2 separate regions of the Bombyx mori genome follow, and region 2 is linked to region 1. Evidence: chromatin contacts called from public Hi-C data. All regions are on one chromosome and are shown on one strand. The core of a region is the stretch at or near the end of the contact, and the rest is flanking DNA. Distances in the headings are between cores, read along the strand shown.

Evidence for each region. Hi-C and Micro-C count contacts between places; a contact is called where the count stands out from the background.
Region 2: a contact with region 1 is called in a Hi-C map of midgut, with 2.1 times the contacts expected there. The contact joins the enhancer-like site here to the promoter of LOC119629179 in region 1. A contact is called at or near these places in 4 of 7 Hi-C or Micro-C datasets (midgut, posterior silk gland and whole pupa).

The regions. Positions count from the first base shown.
Region 1 is chr11:10,452,108-10,457,569 of ASM3026992v2, forward strand. It overlaps LOC119629179 (histone-lysine N-methyltransferase SETMAR-like), which reads left to right and starts at 3,948. Exons shown (of 2, transcript XM_038014219.1): 1 at 3,948-4,113; 2 at 4,166-4,509. The coding sequence starts at 3,948. The coding sequence ends at 4,509.
Region 2 is chr11:10,486,289-10,491,699 of ASM3026992v2, forward strand. It overlaps LOC101736775 (a long non-coding RNA gene), which reads left to right. Exons shown (of 2, transcript XR_009974277.1): 2 at 3,671-5,411. Among protein-coding and RNA genes, the nearest start is that of LOC732898, 21 kb to the right of the region's middle. Within about 2 kb of position 3,798, at least 1 of the 8 cell types and tissues checked has open chromatin away from gene starts, as enhancers often do.

The DNA.
Region 1 (5,462 bases), core at 2,698-5,197:
ATAAAAACTGTGTTTTATTTCTATTATTTTATAACAAAATAATTAGAAATATATTGATAAATAATGCGCAGAACATGTAAACCGAATTCTTAGCTGATCAAAATCGAGCCAATATCAATATTTAATTTTGACGTATTTCAATAGTTAGTTGAACTACTTAAATTCGGCATGTTATGTTGTTTTTTCTTAATGCCCGAAATTACATTCATTGGTCTTTCTAGAACTTTATATATCCGTACAAATCACTCATGCGTTCAACAGGTGCACCGCCTCACGGAGCACATTCTTGTGGGGCTTAATCGACCAAAACCGTTATACACGGGAGCTCTCTTCTTCGACGTCGCAAAAGCGTTCGACAAAATCTGGCACAATGGTTTGATTTTCAAACTATTCAACATGGGCGTGCCGGATAGTCTCGTGCTCATCATACGGGACTTCTTGTCGAACCGCTCTTTTCGATATCGAGTCGAGGGTACCCGCTCCTCCCCACGACCTCTCACAGCTGGAGTCCCACAAGGCTCTGTCCTCTCACCCCTCCTATTTAGCTTATTCGTCAACGATATTCCCCGGTCGCCGCCGACCCATTTAGCTTTATTCGCCGACGACACGACTGTTTACTATTCTAGTAGAAATAAGTCCCTAATCGCGAAGAAGCTTCAGAGCGCAGCCCTAGCCCTAGGACAGTGGTTCCGAAAATGGCGCATAGACATCAACCCAGCGAAAAGTACTGCGGTGCTATTTCAGAGGGGAAGCTCCTCACGGATTTCCTCCCGGATTAGGAGGAGGAATCTCACACCCCCGATTACTCTCTTTAGACAACCCATACCCTGGGCCAGGAAGGTCAAGTACCTGGGCGTTACCCTGGATGCATCGATGACATTCCGCCCGCATATAAAATCAGTCCGTGACCGTGCCGCGTTTATTCTCGGTAGACTCTACCCCATGATCTGTAAGCGGAGTAAAATGTCCCTTCGGAACAAGGTGACACTTTACAAAACTTGCATAAGGCCCGTCATGACTTACGCGAGTGTGGTGTTCGCTCACGCAGCCCGCACACACATAGACACCCTCCAATCCCTACAATCCCGCTTTTGCAGGTTAGCTGTCGGGGCTCCGTGGTTCGTGAGGAACGTTGACCTACACGACGACCTGGGCCTCGAATCAATTCGGAAATACATGAAGTCAGCGTCAGAACGATACTTCGATAAGGCTATGCGTCATGATAATCGCCTTATCGTTGCCGCCGCTGACTACTCCCCGAATCCTGATCATGCAGGAGCCAGTCACCGTCGACGCCCTAGACACGTCCTTACGGATCCATCAGATCCAATAACCTTTGCATTAGATGCCTTCAGCTCTAATACTAGGAGCAGGCTTAGGGACCCCGGTACCCGTACTCGTCGAACTCGACAAAGAGGTCGACGTGCAACCTAACCCATGCATCAGCCCGCTGAGTTTCTCGCCGGATCTTCTCAGTGGGTCGCGATTCCGATCCGGTAGTAGATTCATTCGCGAAGCAGCTACTCTTGAGTTGTTAGGTCTCCTTCGGAGGCGCTCGGGTAGCTGTTAGCAAATCCCACCCCTCCTGGCTGAGCCTTTGCTCGCCCACCTGTCCTGGTGAAACTGGAAAGGCCTCCGGGCCACCAGTAATCCTTCAATCATAAAAAAAAAAAAAAAAAAAAAAAAAAAAAAAAAAAAAAAAAAAAAAAAAAAAAAAAAAAAAAAAAAAAAAACTTTATATATATATTAACAGGCTAATTATTGAAATACGAAGGGGCAATTTTTTTAGCCACGATGGATGAATGAATAATCACTAATAGATACAATGACGTCACTGTTGGGACATGAGGTCGATCTTTCAATTTGATTGCTTAACGGCGTTCGTAATTTATTGCTTAATTCTCATTTTTATCTTAATAATAAGTAATTTTGAATAATATTTGCACGCCGACCTGGTAGAAACACGCTGTTCTATAAAATAACTATCAAGTATCAACACAACTTTGTAAACCATGTTTTAGCTAATAAAGTTTGATTTGATTTGATTTGATAATAATTAAAAATAGTATTCAATCTAAAAAACGGATGAGCGTTATGGCGCTGGTAATTACGTGATTCGCGTTTAATACTTGTGTGTGTGTAAGTGTGAAATTTAATTGTTTCAGTGTGCCGTGCGGTGGCAAAAGAGACTTATCAAATATTGATCACGAAAAACGATGTGATGTCATATCTTATTTTAATCGTACAATATTCTGACTCACGTAACTAATGGTACAACATAACTAAGCGTATTAGAATGAATAGAAACTTTCTAATACACTTAGATCGGAACAAAATTATTCTTTCACTGTTGTGTAATATTCATCGGCAAATAACGATCGTTATCTAAGGCGCCACAAAAAGTACTATTACGTTATCAAGTCGATATAATCGGCTTGTAATAAAGTATTGATTGAAAGTAAATATGACCTAAGAAATATACCTTAATATTATGATTGTAAACCCAAAAGGATTATGGTTAATTATATGGATTATGTTTCTGGCTGTGTGGCGTTCGTCCTAGGATAGGACCATCCCATCTCTTCCTGTGGATGTCGGGGAAAACGGCAAAGGGATTTAGTGGAGAACAAGCAACCGCGTTGTGTGAGTATTATTAAATAATCGCAATCGCCAACCGGCATTTACTGGTAGTAGTTTACTAGTAGGAGTGTATTGCAAGCCCGCGCGGGTACGTACAACCATCCTGCCCATTTCTGCCGCAAACCAATCATACTATACGGTTCCAAGAGTGGGATAGCCGTTGTGTACTTTAAGTTAGATTTGATCATATATCCCAGAGAGGATGGTGACAATAACGTTGTGATTTATACACTCTTCGGTGATACACTTTAGACCACGTCAAAATCTAACCTAATCTGCCTGAAGGATTTGAACACGGCATAGTCGCTCAATATGTGTAAACCAGGCGTCTTACCCTTTAAGCCACGGTGACTAACAGATAGTACTTTAAGAATAATATACATATAAACCTGATGTGTCACTATAAATGTCTAAAGTATAACAAGAGATGGGAGAATAATTGCTGATAATTAAAAAAAAAAACTAAAATCATAGTCATAAATTGAGTAAGACAATCAGTGTTAACTATCCCAACATAATTCTTGGAAGATCACAAACAATTTTAATGATTACGTAATTAGTTTAACGATTTACTTATCGAGGCAATTGACCGTAATTAAGTATAATTAATTCATAGTATTAGATCATTTGAAAGTCACAGCTTTAAACTACGAGGGCGGGATGATAAGTAACTAGCCTCTACTATTTAAAAAGTTAAACTTTAAAAAATATATATGTCATTTTTAAATTCGTATCTCTGGCTACCTGTGTTCTAAAATTGAATTTGGTGGCGTGAAAATTTTATTGATTTTTTGTCATTTGAAAATATATTTCGTCAAGTGTTTTCAAAATGGATAAAATTGAACAAAGAGCGGTGATAAAGTTTCTTCATATGAAGGGCACGAAAGGGAAAGATATCTATGACGAGTTAAATAATGCTTAGGGTGAATGTGCTCCTTCTTATGCCACAGTAAAAAACTGGGTGGCTGAGTTTAAACGCGGTCGCACATATGTCCAAGATGAAGCCCGCCCCGGACGTCCAAAAAGCGTCACGACTCCGGAGATGGTCGTGAAAGTACATGATATGGTTTTAACAGATCGACGATTGAAGTTATCTGAAATAGCTGATACTACAGGTATCTCAAAAGACCGGGTACATCATATCCTAAGTGAGGAATTAAACATGAAAAAGTCATCGGCCCGTTGGGTGCCGCGATTGCTTACGCACGATCAAAAGAATATTCGGGTGCAAAAGTCAAAAGAATGTCTGGACCGTTTCAGAGTAATAATGCCGATTTTTTACGTCGATTTGTAACAACAGATGAAACATGGGTTCGTTATTACACGCCAGAATCAAAAATTCAATCAAAACAGTGGCCGCAATCGCGATGCCCGGCTCCAAAAAAGCCATGGCTGTAAAGTCGGCTGGAAAAGTGATGGCTTCCGTCTTTTGGGATGCAGATGGGATCTTGATGATAGTTTACCTTCCTAAAGGTCAAAGATTAATGGAGAATACTACGCTAATCTTCTAGATAATTTTCATCAGTGTATTCAGCAAAAACGACCAGATTTGGCGAAAAAAAAATCATCTTCCCGCAAGACAACGCCAGGGTTCACACATGTGTTAAAGCTATGGCAAAAATCAACGAATTGAAGTATGATTTGCTGTCCCACCCACCTTATTCGCCTGATATAGCGCCATCAGACTTCCACTTATTCCCTAAGCTCAAAACTTTTTTGGGCGGACAGAAATTTGCCACAAGTGATGAAGTCATAGGCGCTGTAGAGGAGTATTTTGCAGGCCTCGAAAGAAATCATTTTATGGAAGGCATTACTGCTTTAGAACGAACATGGAATAAGTGCGTTCACGGAGACTATGTCAAAAAATAAATTTAATTTTATCACGAAAAGTTAAGTGTTTTATTGTTAGGATTAGCCTTACTTATCATTCCGCCCTTGTAGTATCTTATTTTTTGGTACTAGTGGAAAGATGAAATAAATATATAAATGAAATAAAGAGAAAATGACTCCATAGAGCGCCTTGTGGTTCAGGGCGAAGTGGAAGGCACCAGACTACGTGGAATGTGACCCATGCGACGGACCGAACAAGTCAAGCCGGCAGTTGGCGATTATTTACATAAGTGTACCAGACTCACCACAGACTGGGATAAGTGGCGATTGCTCGTGAGGCACATAACATCTGTCCACAGCAATAATACTGAATGATGATCACGACCGCTCCGACAAGAGTGATACGACAAAAAAACAATTTTTTTGCGCATTTCTATACTAATATAATATTATAAAGAGGAAAGATTTGTTTGTCTGTTTGTATTGAATAGGCTCCGAAACTACTGAACCGATTTGAAAAATTCTTTCGCTGTTTGGAAGCTACACTATTCCCGAGTGACATAGGCTATAACCTTTTTAAAAAAAAATAGGGATCTTTACTAAAACTCCAATAATGTAACCCAATGTGTAAAAAAATTACCTAAAATATTCTTTACATCGCGTGCCCTGCGAAACCTATTGATAATAGAATAAAATGATGTACCACGACTTTGTAGAACATATTATTATTTACAAAAAGTGTCGCGACAGCATATGTCCAACTATTATAGTTATGCCGCAATAAGTTTTATTTTAATTAAAAAAATAAAACGTCAAATATCGTTGAAAATTTTCTTAAAGACCCGAGCGGAGCCGGAGCGGGCCGCTAGTTATAAAATAAAATACGAGGTCATCCTTGTTATTCTCTTTTTTAGCGCATCACAATATGAAGGGGATCTTAATGAATAAATTTACAAGCACACGATATTACCATTTGCAGCATATTCATTGAA
Region 2 (5,411 bases), core at 2,548-5,047, 34 kb after region 1:
CGTTGACTGGTACATATCTCGGCTACTTTTGACCCTTTACCTTGTACGACAATTGGGACAACACCTACAGAAGTAGCACAAATCGTAGCCCTATTGCAAGAAGAGCTCAGCCAGCGGATTGTCGCTCGTCGGCTCCAAATAAGCCATTCCTGTGTTTCAAAAGTTTGCAAGCGCTTTCAAGAGACTGGTAGCTTTATCCCGAGACCAAGATCTGGACGGCGCCGGGGCACATCGGAGAGGAATGACCGTTTTATCGTGTTAACCTCTCTCCGAAATCGGCATTAACCTGGTGTCGACGTCCAACAGGAGCTCCGAGATGTTCGTAGGGTAGCAGCTAGCAAGTAGACAGTTCGTCGACGACTCAAGCAAGCGAATCTGACTCCAAACAGGCCTGTCACAGGCCCGAAACTCACGGTAGCTCATCGACAAGCACGCCTTCAATTTGCTCGTACCAATCTTAATTGAGAGGTTGAGCAATGGAGGCAAATCCTGTTCTCCGACGAGAGCAGGATGTGTTGCATGGTAGCGACCGAAGAGGTTGGGTCTACAGGCGGCCTGGGGAGCGATTTGCGCAGTGCTGTTTCGCTGAAACAGTGGCTTATGGGGTCGGCTCTTGTATGATGTGGGCCGGCATTTCCTTCGACGGTAAAACCGAGCTTGTTTTCGTGCCTGGTGGGGGACGAGGAGGCGGTCAACTTCGGACGGGTACATTTCCAATATTCTGCTGGAACATGTCGTTCCCTATGCGGGATATGCCGGTGATAGCTTCCTCCTTAAGCACGATAACGCTCGTTGTCACACTGCCCGTGGAACAACTGAATACTTCGAAGAAGTCTATATCGCCACATTGGACTGGCCTGCGCTCAGCCCTGACTTGAATCCTATTCAGCACGTGTGGGATGAACTGAAGAATAGGGTTCGTTCCAGAACTTCTGCTCCTTCATGCCTGAATGAGCTGAAATCGGCGTTGATTGAGAAGTGGGAAGGTATCCCACAAGAATCAATTCAAAAGCTGATCAGGTCTATGAAGAATCGTCTTCGAGGAGTTATTAGGGCAAGGGAAGGGAACACAAAGTACTGACATTTAATTTTAAGGCTAAATAAAATTTTTATTTATAAATTTTTGTTGTTTTATGCATTCATTATTTTTCCATATTTCCTTTGTTTCCTACCTCCTTCACTTAATCCGGAATAGCTCCTTAACTACTGGCTCGATTTGAATGAATTTGGTATCAGTTTAAAGTTAAGAGTTCAACCTTTAAAATAATCTCATTTTTATGATTATCAAAAAAATATTTAGTACACAAGATCGCGCGGAATCAATTTCAAGTAAGTGATTCCAAACTTTTGCTCGCGAGTGTAATTTTTTTGTCCAATAAACTGGAGATACGAGTTCGAGTTACAGCTACTACGTACCTAATTCGTAATCCCCAAAATCAATATCGCAATAATTGGCAATGTGTCACATGATACTACTCTAAATACGCAGATACCACCATCTTGTCTAACTCCGCGAACCAATATCTGAAAACTTTAAAAAGCTTTGTACCGATGCGTTTGAAGCTTTAATCTTACTTTAAGATTCGCAGTAACATTATCACTACATCACTACAAAGAGCTTTTTTTGTCCCTATATCCCTATGTATGCTTAAACCTTTAAAACTACGCAAAGGATTTTGATGCGTTTTTTTAATAGATAGAGTGATTGAAGAGGAAGGTTTATATGTATAATAAGATCCATTAAATAGTAGAGAAATCAATAGTAAATTATAATTTCCGAAGCGAAGCGAGGGCGGGTCGCTAGTTTAATATTAATCAGACATAAATGTGTCAAACTCCAGTAGGCAGTGTAAAAAGATATGCCGCTGCGTAAAAATAATTTGACAACCAGAGACAATTTGACTCGCGAAATTGGTTAAATAGTCTCTGTATCAGACCATTTATACGTAATCATTTCAAATTTAAATCATTTAATGCGTATTTGCGTGGGTACAGCGCGTTGTAGAATAACATGTTGTGAAGCTCAATCGATACTGATATTAAGCGCATAATAATCTTAGGAATTATATGTTATATGTTCTTGCATACACTATATCTCTGAACACTGAGGCTAATACATAATCTATTTATAATCTAAATGTTATTGACCTCATTTAGCTGTCTTATTCATATATGACACTTAATTTAAAGTACTATCTGAGAAAGTTATGATTTTGAATAATTAGAATTATTAGCTTAGTACTAGCGGCATACTCTCATTGTCTGAATACTTTGCAGAGTCATTACAATGATAAGTATACGAAAGGAGAATGGAAACAATATTAAAGTAGGTGTGTGCGCTAACAAACCTATTTATAGTTGATCTAAATGTTTGCTCTGTCTGTCTTGTGACACCGATTTTATCTACGAATGAAAAAAATTCCCAGCCAAGACAATCATAAAGCGAAACTACAAATGTTGGTATACGTAGGATCAAGTATGTTCCTTATCATGAAGTATCAACAAATAAACTTTTCCGACAGTAAAAACCTTCGTTGTCGGGATGCCAATAAACTGGTAGAAGCGTCTAGAATTGTTTTTTTTTTTAATAATATTGTTAACGATTATGTTTTTTTTTTTGTTTGTTTCCAAACTTGAAATTCCAGTAACCTATAAAAATGTTTTTTTTTTCCAATGAATATATGAACCGAGAATATTTGTGACTTTGTTTGTTTGTTCGTATTTCAATAAAGAGCTCTTTTAACAAGCATTTGTATCTAGCGATAGTCACAGCAAAGCGTTTTACGAGTCTTATCTTTTAATGTATTTTCTTTATAAGCCACAATTAATGTTACTTTGTATGCTTATCCTCAATTCATTTTTAAACCAGTCATCCGATTATGATGAAACTTGGTGCAGCTAAAGTCGTCGTGGCCTAAAGGATAAGACGTCCGGTGCATTCGTATCTAACGATGCACCGGTGTTCCAATCCCGCAGGCGGGTACCAATTTTTCTAATGAAATACGTACTTAGCAAATGTTCACGATCGACTTCCACGGTGAAGGAATAACATCGTGTAGTAAAAATCAAACCCGCAAAATTATAATTTGCGTAATTACTGGTGGTAGGACCTCATGTGAGTCCGCACGGGTAGGTACCACCACCCCGCCTATTTCTGTCGTGAAGCAGTAATGCGTTTCGGCTTGAAGGGTGGGGCAGCCGTTGTAATTATACTGAGACTTTAGAACTTATATCTCAAGGTGGGTGGCGCATTTACGTTGTAAATGTCTATGGGCTCCAGTAACCACTTAAGACCAGGTGGGCTGTGAGCTCGTCCACCCATCTAAGCAATAAATAAAAAAAGCTATTTTTTACACTTCAGAGATTTTTCTGTTAGTACCATCGACGTACGATAGGTGGCGTATTTATTTCATATTTTCAACAATACTTACAGCAGAACCAGGCTGCATTTCACTGGTCTAATGGATTAAACATTAATTTTCCCTTATTACTATAAATATTAGACATACAGTTTAAGTCTCATTGCACAATGTGTGTCTTTGTTCTCTGATTGCGATAAAACTTGATGCGGTTATTTCATTAGCGCTTACTTTCATAAAAGCGAATTTCGTTTCGTTAAAATCTCACCTCCTCAATCATATACTAATGAAATATTTTTTTCTTTCTTCAGATCTGTAGAGAAGCCGAAGAACGAGCTTCAGTTGACATTCTCGCCGCTAACAAAGGAAATGAAGTTCAAGAGGCACATCAGATCGATGTCCGACGTCCAGAATAGCACCCCACACAGACTGTCCTACCGCTCGCGGAGGGGCAGCAACCACATCCTGCTAACGTACGACTCGGACACACGCACCAGAAGGACCGCCTCAAGGTTCCTATTGACGGATTCGTCTGACTCGAGCGACTACTGCGAATCACCAAAAAAAACGATTTGCTTAGGTCAGAACATTATAAAGCATTCGGATTCCATGAGAATACTGTAAGGCGATAGATCTGATTGAGGAGGCTGTGCAATCTAGTTCGCTAGCTAGATCGATATCACGTCAGGTATATTTTTTAGTATTTGGACTAAATATGTTGTCGTTTACATAAAAACGCACAAAATATTGCATTTTTTATATTGATGATTCGCAGCGAGATGGCTTCTCGTTTTACGTGCTATCAAGGGCGGATCCAGCTTTGGTGCCAGGAGGGGGTCACATAGTCATGGTCAAGTCAAGAACTTATAAGTTAATCTTGATAACAATAGATACAAGTAAAAAGTAGGTATTTTATTATAAGCACATTAAAGGTATAAGCACATTAAAGGTATAAAGAAATTTTAGTTTTTTAACTTAGAACTATGTTATGATATGTTGAAGTTTAGTCGTTCCGATTCCGATTGAGGTTAGGATTCAATTTGAGGTTAGGCCTAAGACGTTACGTAGTCGACAAGCGCGCGCGAGTGTGGCGCGGTAAAATTCAAATTTTCGATGCGTTCGTTCCCAAACATTTGCCATCATACAAAGTTATTATTTTATATTAAATTAATTAAGGAGCAATATAAGGAGCAACAATATACCTAGTCTTGCCATAAATACTGTTACAAAGGAAAACAAAAAAAATTCTATGGCAAATAACATTTATTACTTTTACAGTGCGTTAGTTTAATACATAAATATAAAACAATTTAAAGTATAAAAAGCTTAATCGAAGTGGTCTCCATTGGCTGCAATACAGTCCTTTAAACGTTAAGACCAGTTATCAATAGAAGCACGCACTCTCTCCATGGGAAAATTTTTCACTGCCAATCCTACGGATTGTTTTATTTTATTTTTTTATTGCCGTATAGGCAGACGAGCATACGGCCCACCTGATGGAGAGTGGTTACCGTCGCTCATGGACGTCAGCAATGCCAGGGGCAGAGCCAAGCCGCTGCCTACCGTTTAATACTCTCCACAAGCCTCGTTTGAAGAAGGACATGTCATAGCGCTCGGGAAACACCGTGGAGGGGAGCTCATTCCATAGCCGGATGTTTTAGGGACTCCAAATTATCATGGCGCTTAGAACAAGCCGTACTCTCTAAAACTGACCATAAATCATAATCCAGCGAATTAAGATCGGGACTAGACGACGGTCAGTCTTCAGCTCTGATGAAGTCCGAAACGTTCGTTTCCAACCAAGACTGCGTAAACCGAGCTTTATGACCTGGCGCCGAGTCTTGCTAGAAGGACTATTCTTGATTATTGAACATGGTGTTGTTAAGGGGCTTCACTACCTTCTCAAGAATGGTATCTTGATACACTTGTGCCGATGTTTTGATACCTTTTTCACAAAAGTATGGCTCAGTCACTCCTTCATAGCTAATACCCCACCAAACCATCACTGAAGTCGGATAGTGCCCACGTTGCACTCTGTCGACTAATTGGGAA